2 separate regions of the Capsicum annuum genome follow, and region 1 is linked to region 2. The links are chromatin contacts, called in public Hi-C maps. All regions are on one chromosome and are shown on one strand. The core of a region is the stretch at or near the end of the contact, and the rest is flanking DNA. Distances in the headings are between cores, read along the strand shown. Region 1 holds the start of LOC107854889 (acetylajmalan esterase-like). Region 2 overlaps LOC124886441 (a long non-coding RNA gene).

The links. Hi-C and Micro-C count contacts between places; a contact is called where the count stands out from the background.
Region 1: a contact with region 2 is called in a Hi-C map of leaf, with 4 times the contacts expected there. The contact joins the promoter of LOC107854889 here to the enhancer-like site in region 2. A contact is called at or near these places in 4 of 5 Hi-C or Micro-C datasets (bud, leaf, pericarp and 1 more).

What each region holds. Positions count from the first base shown.
Region 1 is chr8:153,424,558-153,429,212 of UCD10Xv1.1, forward strand. It overlaps LOC107854889 (acetylajmalan esterase-like), which reads right to left and starts at 2,087. Exons shown (of 5, transcript XM_047394674.1): 1 at 1,790-2,087; 2 at 1,483-1,689; 3 at 1,230-1,369; 4 at 858-1,131; 5 at 234-762. The coding sequence starts at 2,075. The coding sequence ends at 455. It overlaps LOC107854875 (acetylajmalan esterase-like), which reads right to left. Exons shown (of 5, transcript XM_016699872.2): 4 at 3,182-3,458; 5 at 2,449-2,842. The coding sequence ends at 2,625.
Region 2 is chr8:153,382,056-153,386,932 of UCD10Xv1.1, forward strand. It overlaps LOC124886441 (a long non-coding RNA gene), which reads left to right. Exons shown (of 4, transcript XR_007043613.1): 4 at 1-52. Among protein-coding and RNA genes, the nearest start is that of LOC124886441, 11 kb to the left of the region's middle. Within about 2 kb of position 1,351, at least 2 of the 5 cell types and tissues checked have an H3K27ac peak or open chromatin away from gene starts, as enhancers often do. A contact at or near this core is called in bud and leaf, where this site is marked.

The DNA.
Region 1 (4,655 bases), core at 837-3,336, 43 kb after region 2:
ACTAATACACCCTATTTAGCATGATTCTTATATACTCTACCAAACGACCCCTACTTGTATTAATAATACAAGTATTACTAATACACCCTATTTAGCATGATTCTTATATACTCTACCAAACGATCCCTAAGAGAATTGTGGCGAAACCATGAATTTAGCGAAGGGTATGTAAATTTTCTTCTAAGTTGTGTTGAGAATGTGCAGCTTAAATACGCTCATAATAGCTAGCATTTAACCTTTGTACACCACATAATTTTTCGGTGAAGGGTGTGCACCGAACCACCCTCCCACCATGTCGAGAGAAGTAGATAATAATAAAAACTTATCATTCAGGAGAGTAATGCACTTGCTCAATAAAGAGATACTAACAGTTTTCTATTTAATTCATTATGTGCTTCAATGTCATCAATATGTAGCCATCTCGTCAAAAGCCAACTAGCTACATGACAATGGCTTAAATCCGCACAACTAATAACCCTGATTCAGACACTTTACCTAGAAAATCGCTCATCGCATGGATACTAAACTGGTTAAGAGTAATAACTTCAGCATAGCAGTTTAATTGGGGTAACATGTCATCAATTAGCCATCTTGCCAACCATTTATATGCTGCTTGCGTCAAATGAATTCCATCCCAACTGATGTAAGTACTTGGGTTAACACACACAGGGACTCCTGGAGCACCACACTTTTTACTTACATCATAATTATACTCTCCTCCTATTCCACAACAAACTTTCTGTAGAGAATTCTTGTCAAATCCTGAAAGTTTATTTCAATCAACAATTAAAACATGAATTAGCTAATTTAGAAGCTGGAAACTTGATTATAGTAGAAATAGAAAGAATGATATTTACCAAGAGAGGCAGCGTTTTTGAGAAGCCACAGAAAGGCGTTGTAGTAGTCACCGTAAATGAGTGTAACGTTTGGGTAGTTTTTATTCAACTCATCTATGGCTTGTTGCAGATGATGGTTGTAGAATGTTGCAAAATTATTTAAATCTTTCAAGCAATGGTATTCATCATATGCATTTGAATTATTTGTCAAAAAATGTGTTAGCATAGCTGGGACACAACCAATTGGGAAATTGCCCGGAATTATAATTCGAGTAACCCCAAAACCAATCACTTCCTGAAAATAAGTAACAATTGATCATTAGAAAACAGAATTGTAATTTAGAATAATCATAAAAGAGGAGATAACAACAAATAAAATTAAATTAAACTCACTTTAACCCCATGAATGATAGTTTGAACAACATCTGGCACCATTTTTCGCAACTCTTCGATGGTTTTACCTTGAGCTAAGCCATAATTGAATTCATTTCCTCCTATTTCTCCAACTAGAACAAGTGACTTCTTCGATTTTTCTGAGAAAGCATATCAATTCAGATGGTTGTTAGTTATAATTTAAAATTAGAGCCTAAACACACAATTTCCTCAATTGGAGGTATTTAATTTGAAAAATGAATGAATGAATTACCAGGGAGACAGTTGGATTTGAAAAGAGAAGACATCCATCCAAGTTGCACACTTAATGAACTATTTGTGAAGGACATAGAAATGTTCTTCTTTGCCAGGAATTCTGCTGATAAAGCAGTAGCCCCTGCTACTGCAAAATTCGCACCATGACTGAAATTTGCCTTTCCATCCTTGTACGGATTGAGGAGAGGAAGACCAGATTCCGAAGCTGTCCAAAAACACACACACACAATCAGTACCACCACATATCATATGTGTTAATTTCAATACCGGTCATTTATAAGGTAATTATATATATATGTATATACCTATGAAATCAATCATGAGCATGCCATCAGAACATCGTCCAGTGGCTTTTTTGAAAACGTTCATTCCATACGGAAGTTTTCTACATGCAGAATTAGCTCCACAAAAGCTCTCCCTGAGACAGTTTCCGGTATCAGAAAGTGAGTCGCCAAACTGATAAATTCTATCAAATCTGCATTTCATCAATCCTGATTTTTGAAACTTTTGTGCATCAACTTTGATCTGTTGAAGAAGCACCAAATTGATTATGAAGAGATGAAGCACTATCTCTTTAAGTGCCAATGCCATGATGACCAGACTAATTTGTAAAATGAAACTTGAGCTTTTTATAAGTAAACGTAACGTATACACTAAATACAATGCTATCTAGATTAATTAAGGATAATAATTAATAGTAATGATTTTCTGTATCTAAATGACAGCTAGTCAGATTTCCTAGATTATCACGATCACATTTCTTAAAAGTACATTAGTCTACTTTCGGTGAAGCTTTTGGGTCAACTGGCCTTGGTATAAAACAATTGATATATGAAAAATATACTTTTCTAAAAATAATTGATTCTCTTACTTAATTTTTAGTATTTGGTAGAGTATATAGGCCTTGCGTCTACTTCAGAAGTATGTCTCCGATAGACTCTTGAGCTTAGGAAAAAACAGTCACAAAGCAGTCCAAAAAAGAAGGTAACAGAAGTACAAAAAACAGCAAATTATAACTAAAACAACAAATAGTAACAGGACGGTAACTACAATAATTTTTATTATGTTGAATTACATGCTACCAAATAATACTCTAACAAATATACATTCTGATTGTTGAATTTGCCAAGAAAAAAAATCCTAAAGTTGGCAGTTTAGTGTAGGTAACATGTCATCTATTAGCCATATCGTCAACCATTTATATGCTGCTTGTGTCAAATGAACTCCATCCCAACTTATGTAAGTTGCAGGGTTACCACAGATTGGGACTCCTGGAGCTCCACATATTCTACTTTTGTCGTAGTTGTATTCTCCTCCTATTCCGCAACAAGCTTTCTGTAGAGAATTTTTGTCAAACCCTGCACATTTCAATCAAGAAATAAGTGTCACTGCATGTAGTGTTCTTCTAATTAAGGTGGAGTTACATAAATAACTGAAAGAAGTTCAACTGAATTTCCTTCGTTAGAAAATTATACTATATATATAAATAGAATGAAAAGAAGTGCTCAATATATTGTGAACCATTTTGACATAAGGGAATTATCTGGTATAGTGGTAAAGGAGACTTGGGGAGAAAAATTAGTGGAAAAAGAATCAATTTGTTAAAAGTAAAAAAAATTAAGTGGACAATTTTTTTTTTTGGTTAAAAGAAAGTAAACTATGGACAAAGTGGAAAGAATGATAGTTTGAGCACTTACCAAGACTAGTGGCATTTTGCAGAAGCCACTGATAAGCACTGTAATAGTCACCATATATCAATGTAATGTTTGGGTAGTACGCTTTCTCGAGCTCTTGAATGGATTTTTGCAAATGATGATTATAGAAGAAAGCCAAATTATTCAAGTCTTTCAAGCAATGATACTCATCGTATGCAGTCGAATTATTGGTCGAAAACATTGTTAGCAAATTTGGTATACAACCAATTGGAAAATTTCCAGGAATAACAATTCGGACAGCCCCAAAACCAATAACAGTCTGAAAGAAATAACGAATTAATTAGCAAAATAATTTTAATAGAAAGAACCAGCATTGATCACAAATTGAGATGGAAAATGTACATATTGGATTTTAATCTTCGTTAATATAAACATCTGTAGTGATCAAATGTCACGACCCGATTTCTCAAGTCGTGATGATGCCTACCTTATCCCCTAGTAGGCAAGTCAAGTCATTGTCCGGAATAATAGGTAACGGGCTAATAGGCAGAAATTAGAAAAAGGTCGCTTATAATGGTAGCAACAGTAATAACAAGTAACAAACAGAAAATAAAAATATTTCATATACTAAAACGAGGGATGGAAAAGGACCAAATACACAAAAGAATCCCTCCCAAGACCTGGTAAGGTCGGTACTAGAGTCACTACTAAAATATATCCAAAGCACTAGACAGAATCCAAATAATATTTAATATACACAAGTAGTCTTGAGTACAAAAGACTAAACCAAAGTAGATAGAGGAAGATCAGCCTCAAACAACAGTAGGCTCACTCTACTACGAATCAATACTGGAAGGTAGGAATTACATCAATGTTGGCTGCTAGTAATCAGATCTGCATCAGGGAAAAGATGCAGAAGTGTAGTATGAGTACCAAAGCAACGGGTACTCAGTAGGCATCATCGGTCGACAGAGCTCAATACAGAAACGATATAACTACAATGGAAGGATGTAATCTAAGTCGACAGTAAAAAGGGACAGAAAGGTAAACAAATGCGCCAATGAGATAGAGGATTAAATGTAAGCGATACAGAAAATAAATAACGCATTAATTACAGACAAATCAAACATAACCTAATTGAGCCACCATAAGCCCGCTAGGCACACTGAAGAAGACAATTAACCCAACCATACCCCCATAAGCCGGTGGGACACACAAGTAGCAATTAAAGAAAATAAACGTAAATAATCTGTAACTAAGCCAATCCCAAGAAATCATGATAGTCATTTAGATGTGCACCGGACTCAAACCGGCACCAATGGGTAGTAATAAGAGGACACGTGCCGGTTTCGAACCGGACATAGTGGGTAATAATGATAGGCCGCATATATAGAACTTATAATCAGATGTCGGACTTGAACCGAAACTCAGAGGAACCACAACCATAATCAGATGCCGGACTCGAACCGAAACTCATAGTAACATTAATAATCAAATGGTGGATTCAAACCGGAGC
Region 2 (4,877 bases), core at 101-2,600:
CTAAGAATCATTTGAACTGGTGTTCTAATAAAGATACTTGTCATTTATTTTATATGTGTGTGGGGTATGTGACATGAAATTACATGTTAGAATAGTTAAGTCGGTTGGCTCGGTAAAGTAAGGCACTAGGTGCCGTTCATGACTTTGTTGAGAGGACGGGTCGTGACATGTTACATGTTGTAATTATTGTGTTTTGTTAATTTAAACACGATTTTGATTATTACTTAAATTTTATTGTATTTATCCTTAAATCCATCTTTTAGAAATGATGAAAAAGTCATATTTTTGTGTAACAAATAATTTGGTGTACTTATTTCTATTTATTTATTTATTCTTTATTTATTACTATTTCATACTCTTTTCTTATCTTTATCCTATCATTTTGTAATAGCTCTACCATGTAGCCAACCATTTTTTTTTAGAACTGTAATGTCCGAATTAGCTTTCGCGCACCTCGACTAAATTCATGGAATACCTACCCCCTCCTGCCAGCAACAGATACCAGATACCAGATAACTCTGTCCACTGAGTCTAGGACATATTGTAAGAACAACTTAGTGTCTTTTTTGCCTGTGCTAGGATTCAAATGGGAGACTATGTATTCTACTTTTTTGTAGGTTTATTCTTCAAATTATTGATATTGTAAAATTATGTAGCGATGAAAAAGATATTATTGACTATCCAAATATTATATTTATTCAAGGCAAAATGATCTTCTGAACCCTTATACTATATTGGTTTTTTAAGTTGGACACTTCTACTTACATGTTTGTCATCTGGACCCTTTGACCCATTAAAAAGCAACATTTTAAACACTTTTTCGGTGAGTGTGTTACACTCGCTCCACGTCAGCTGTCACGTCGGCTGCCACATCTGTCACATCATTTTCCGTATCATTTTTATATATAAAAAATATTAAATATTAAAATAAATAAATAAACAAACACCCCCTTCTCTCTCTTCCCCCTTTTCTTTCTTTTTCTGCCTTTCCCGTTCTTTCTTTCTCCATTTCTTCTTTCTTCTTCTTTTTCTTATTCTTCTTCCTCCTCTTCTCATTCTTCTTTTCCTTTATCATCTTCATCTTGTTATTCTTCTTGCTCTACGAAAAAATTTAAAGTAAGGACCGAAAAATTTAAGAAGTATGAAAAGAAAGATTTTGAAGATTTTTGTGATTTGGGTGATTCAAGAAACTTGAAATTCAACGTAAAGATTCAATTTTTATGCTTTGTTTGAATTTTTTGTGATTTGGGTAATTTGAGAAATTTGAAATTCAATGTAAAAATTCAATTTTTATGCTTTATTTGAAATTTTTGTGATTTGGGTAATTCAATTTTTTTTTTGTTAAGAATTTTCATATCCAAAAGTTGAAGGTGGCGGAAATGAGAACGTTGCGTTGGATGTGTGGTCTTACAAGGGCTGACAGGGTTAGGAATGAGATTATTCGGGAGAAGGTGGGAGTGGTATTGCTACAGGAAAAAATGCGGGAAGTGAGATTGAGATGGTTTGGTCATGTGATGAGGAGGGGCACAGATGCCCCAGTTCGTAGGTGTGGGAGACTAGTGATAGATGGTTTCAAGCGGGGTAGGAGTAGACCGAAGAAATACTGGATAGAAGTGATTAGACGTGACACGGAGCAGTTACATCTCACTAAGAACATGACCCTGAATAGGAAGGTTTGGAGGAAAAACATTAGGATAGAAGGATAAGGTGGGTGGATGAATCGTAGTTCGTAGTTTGGAGGATTTTGGTGTCTTTTGTTTGGTAATGTACAATATTTTTGTGGATGTTGCATCTATGTTAGTTTTATCATATTTCATGCTTTAAATTTTTTTGTATATTGTCCTGTGTCTTGAGCCGGGGGTCTATTGGAAACAACATCTCTACTTCTTTAGAGGTAGTGGTATGGACTGCGTACATTCTATCCTCCCCAGACCCCACTAGGTGGGAATATACTGGATTTATTATTGTTGTTAATTGAACAACAACAATATCAACTACAACAAAGACTTGACAAAAAAAAAAACAAAGCAAAGACCCTCTTCAGGGATTGCCCAGATCTGCTGTGCGAAGGAAAAATGAGGAGTGAGTGCATAAATGGAAGCAATACGAGGAAGGGGAAGGAGGGAGAGACGTTTGTTGCTTTTGATGAGGAAGACAATGGCTTGTTTGAGTTCGAATGGAGAAGTGAAATGATGGACAATGGAGGGCGATTGTACATTGTTGTTGGCATCAATGGAGGGTTTGAATTGTTTTTGAGGGAAAATGGTGAAGTAGAGATGCTAAGGAAAGTAAATTTTTTGTACATTATTGTTGGTATCAAGTGGGGGGTGCTGGGATGAAGCTGGGTGGGGTTGGGGGTATTGGGACTGGGCTGGGTGGGGTAGGGGGTGCTGCGACGGGGCTGCGACGGGCGGGGGGTGCTGGGACGGGATTGGGTGGGCTGGGGGAGCGGCTGGATTGGGGGAGGGAGTTGGGGGTGACCTTTTTTTTATTATTATTTTTAAATTTTTTAAAATATTTTTAAATTTAAAAACTAAAAAAAATTGAGTGCTACTTTTTTTTTAAAAAAAAAAATTATTTTAATATAAAATTGGTCAAAAATTGACCCTCACTCGCACCCCAAGCGTGTGACTACACGCTCTTTGTCCTAGTCAGCATTTGAATGCCACATAGGCTTGGTCAATGGTCAAAGGATGTAAAATGTTGCTTTTTAATGGGTTAAAGGGTTCAGATGACAAACATGCAAGTAGAAATGTCCAACTTATAAAACCGACAAAGTACAGGGGTCCAGACGATCATTTTGCCTTTATTAAAACAAAAAACAAATACAGTACCCCTAATAATTCTATGGTTATCTTAATTATGCCATCAACGCTGAACATTTTTAAAACATGATACACGTCTCCACTCTTCTGTTTTCTTTTCTCTTGCCCTTATTATAAATAACTAGTTTAATGTACGTGCTTTGAACGTATAAATTATTTCAAGCAATTAAAAAAGTAATTAACGTTAAAATCAATGTGATATTTTAACTTAAATCAAAAGTGAAAATTCTTTTTATTAATTGATACATGAAAGCACATTATTATGCAGGCAATAGAACTTAACTTGAAAAATATTAATTACTATAATTATCATGCATCATAACAAAGAAGATAAAAAAGAAAAGACTATATTTAGAAGTATACATAGTCTGTTCTAATCTTGGTAGATAGAGTTACCTGAAACCTATTGTTGGTGGAGGTGGTAGGTATTCCGTAAAATTAGTTAAGGTGTGCGTAAACTGACCCGAACATCATGATTATAAAAAAAAAGTATATATATATGCTACATAACTTTAAATAACGTAAAATTTTAATTGATGAAAAAAGCATGCTAATCAAAGAAAATGATAGAGAGGAAATCAGTTAAAAATATTAACGGTGCTCTAAAATTTAATCTAGAGTTGCGACTAATCAATTTTTCATGATATTTAGAATTTTAAAACCAACTAAATTTTGAGTTATTAAAGTCATATGATTATGTAAAAACTCTTTATATTTAAAGTATTTGAAATTTACTACTACAATATATCACTTTGACTTTTTAGGTCTTTTTACTACTTATAATATTTAGAACCAAACTAACATTGAAAAATTTAAATTTAATTATTAAATTATAATTCATCTATAATCTATATCTATAATATATTAAAAGCGTGAAAACTCTTAGAAAAGTGATTTGAACTTTTTGTCATTCATAAAAACACTTTACTTTAGACAAAATAGTCTTTTCACTTATTTTATATAATATTTATTATATTAATAATATCAAATATTGAGTATAATAAATGTATGCAAAAAAATAAGTAAGGTTTTTAGTTGATATATGGAAAGATTATATGGAATTCGTCTTTTAGTTCGTATATGAAAAATTATAGGAATTCTATTATTACTCAATTAGGAATTAGTTTGTATATGGAAAAGTTATAGGAATTCTATTATTAATAAATTAGGACAACACTTCACACGACTCTTTTTGCTATATATGGGGTTAATAACATGCAATTGGGTTAATAACACGCAATTGGTGTAGCTTACACATTGTTCTTCTTATTTTTTTTTTCTGATTTTTTATTTATTTAATATCGATTATTTTGCTTTGTTGTGTGTTTATTTTTTCTAATGTTTGAAGATCTAACTTTCTGTCTATATATTTTTTATGGTGTATTTGAAGATCTAACATTTTGATGTATATGTTTTTTTTTTGAAAAATTTTTATCGAAAAAATGAACAAACAAGCATGTTGCAGTCGAATAATAAAGCAGATAAAAAAATAAAAGAAGCATGGCAGTTAAAAAATTCAAAGGTTTATATTCTCTCTGTCTCTCTTTCTCTTTACCTCTATTTAAATAAAAATTTTAAAAATATGATTCAAACTTTTCGTCTTTCATTAAAATATTAGAAAATAGACAAAATCTTTTTTTCACCATTTAATAAATTATAGTCACCAACAAATATTTAATTATTTACCTAAAATTTAGAACTTTTTTACCATAGGTTTTGCGTATAATTTTTTTTTAAATTCTTTTTTCTCCAAGGACAAACGTTCACAATTTTTTTGGTGGCAAAAAATGATTGTCGTATGTTTGAGTTAGAATACTTTGATTTTTTCGGATTCAGTATAGCTTTAGAGTTTTCTTTGACAAATAGATTCTTTATTGAGGTTAGGTTTTTGTTTAGGTTTAATTGCAAATGTGCTTGTGATTTGAGGTAAGTTTTCTAAAATTTTGATATGATTTTTATATTGATAAAAATAAATTGTCATATACTTTGATAGATAGACGATTGTTAATTAAGAAGTTTTCTTTTGTGATTTAAGTATGTTTTTGAAGTTTA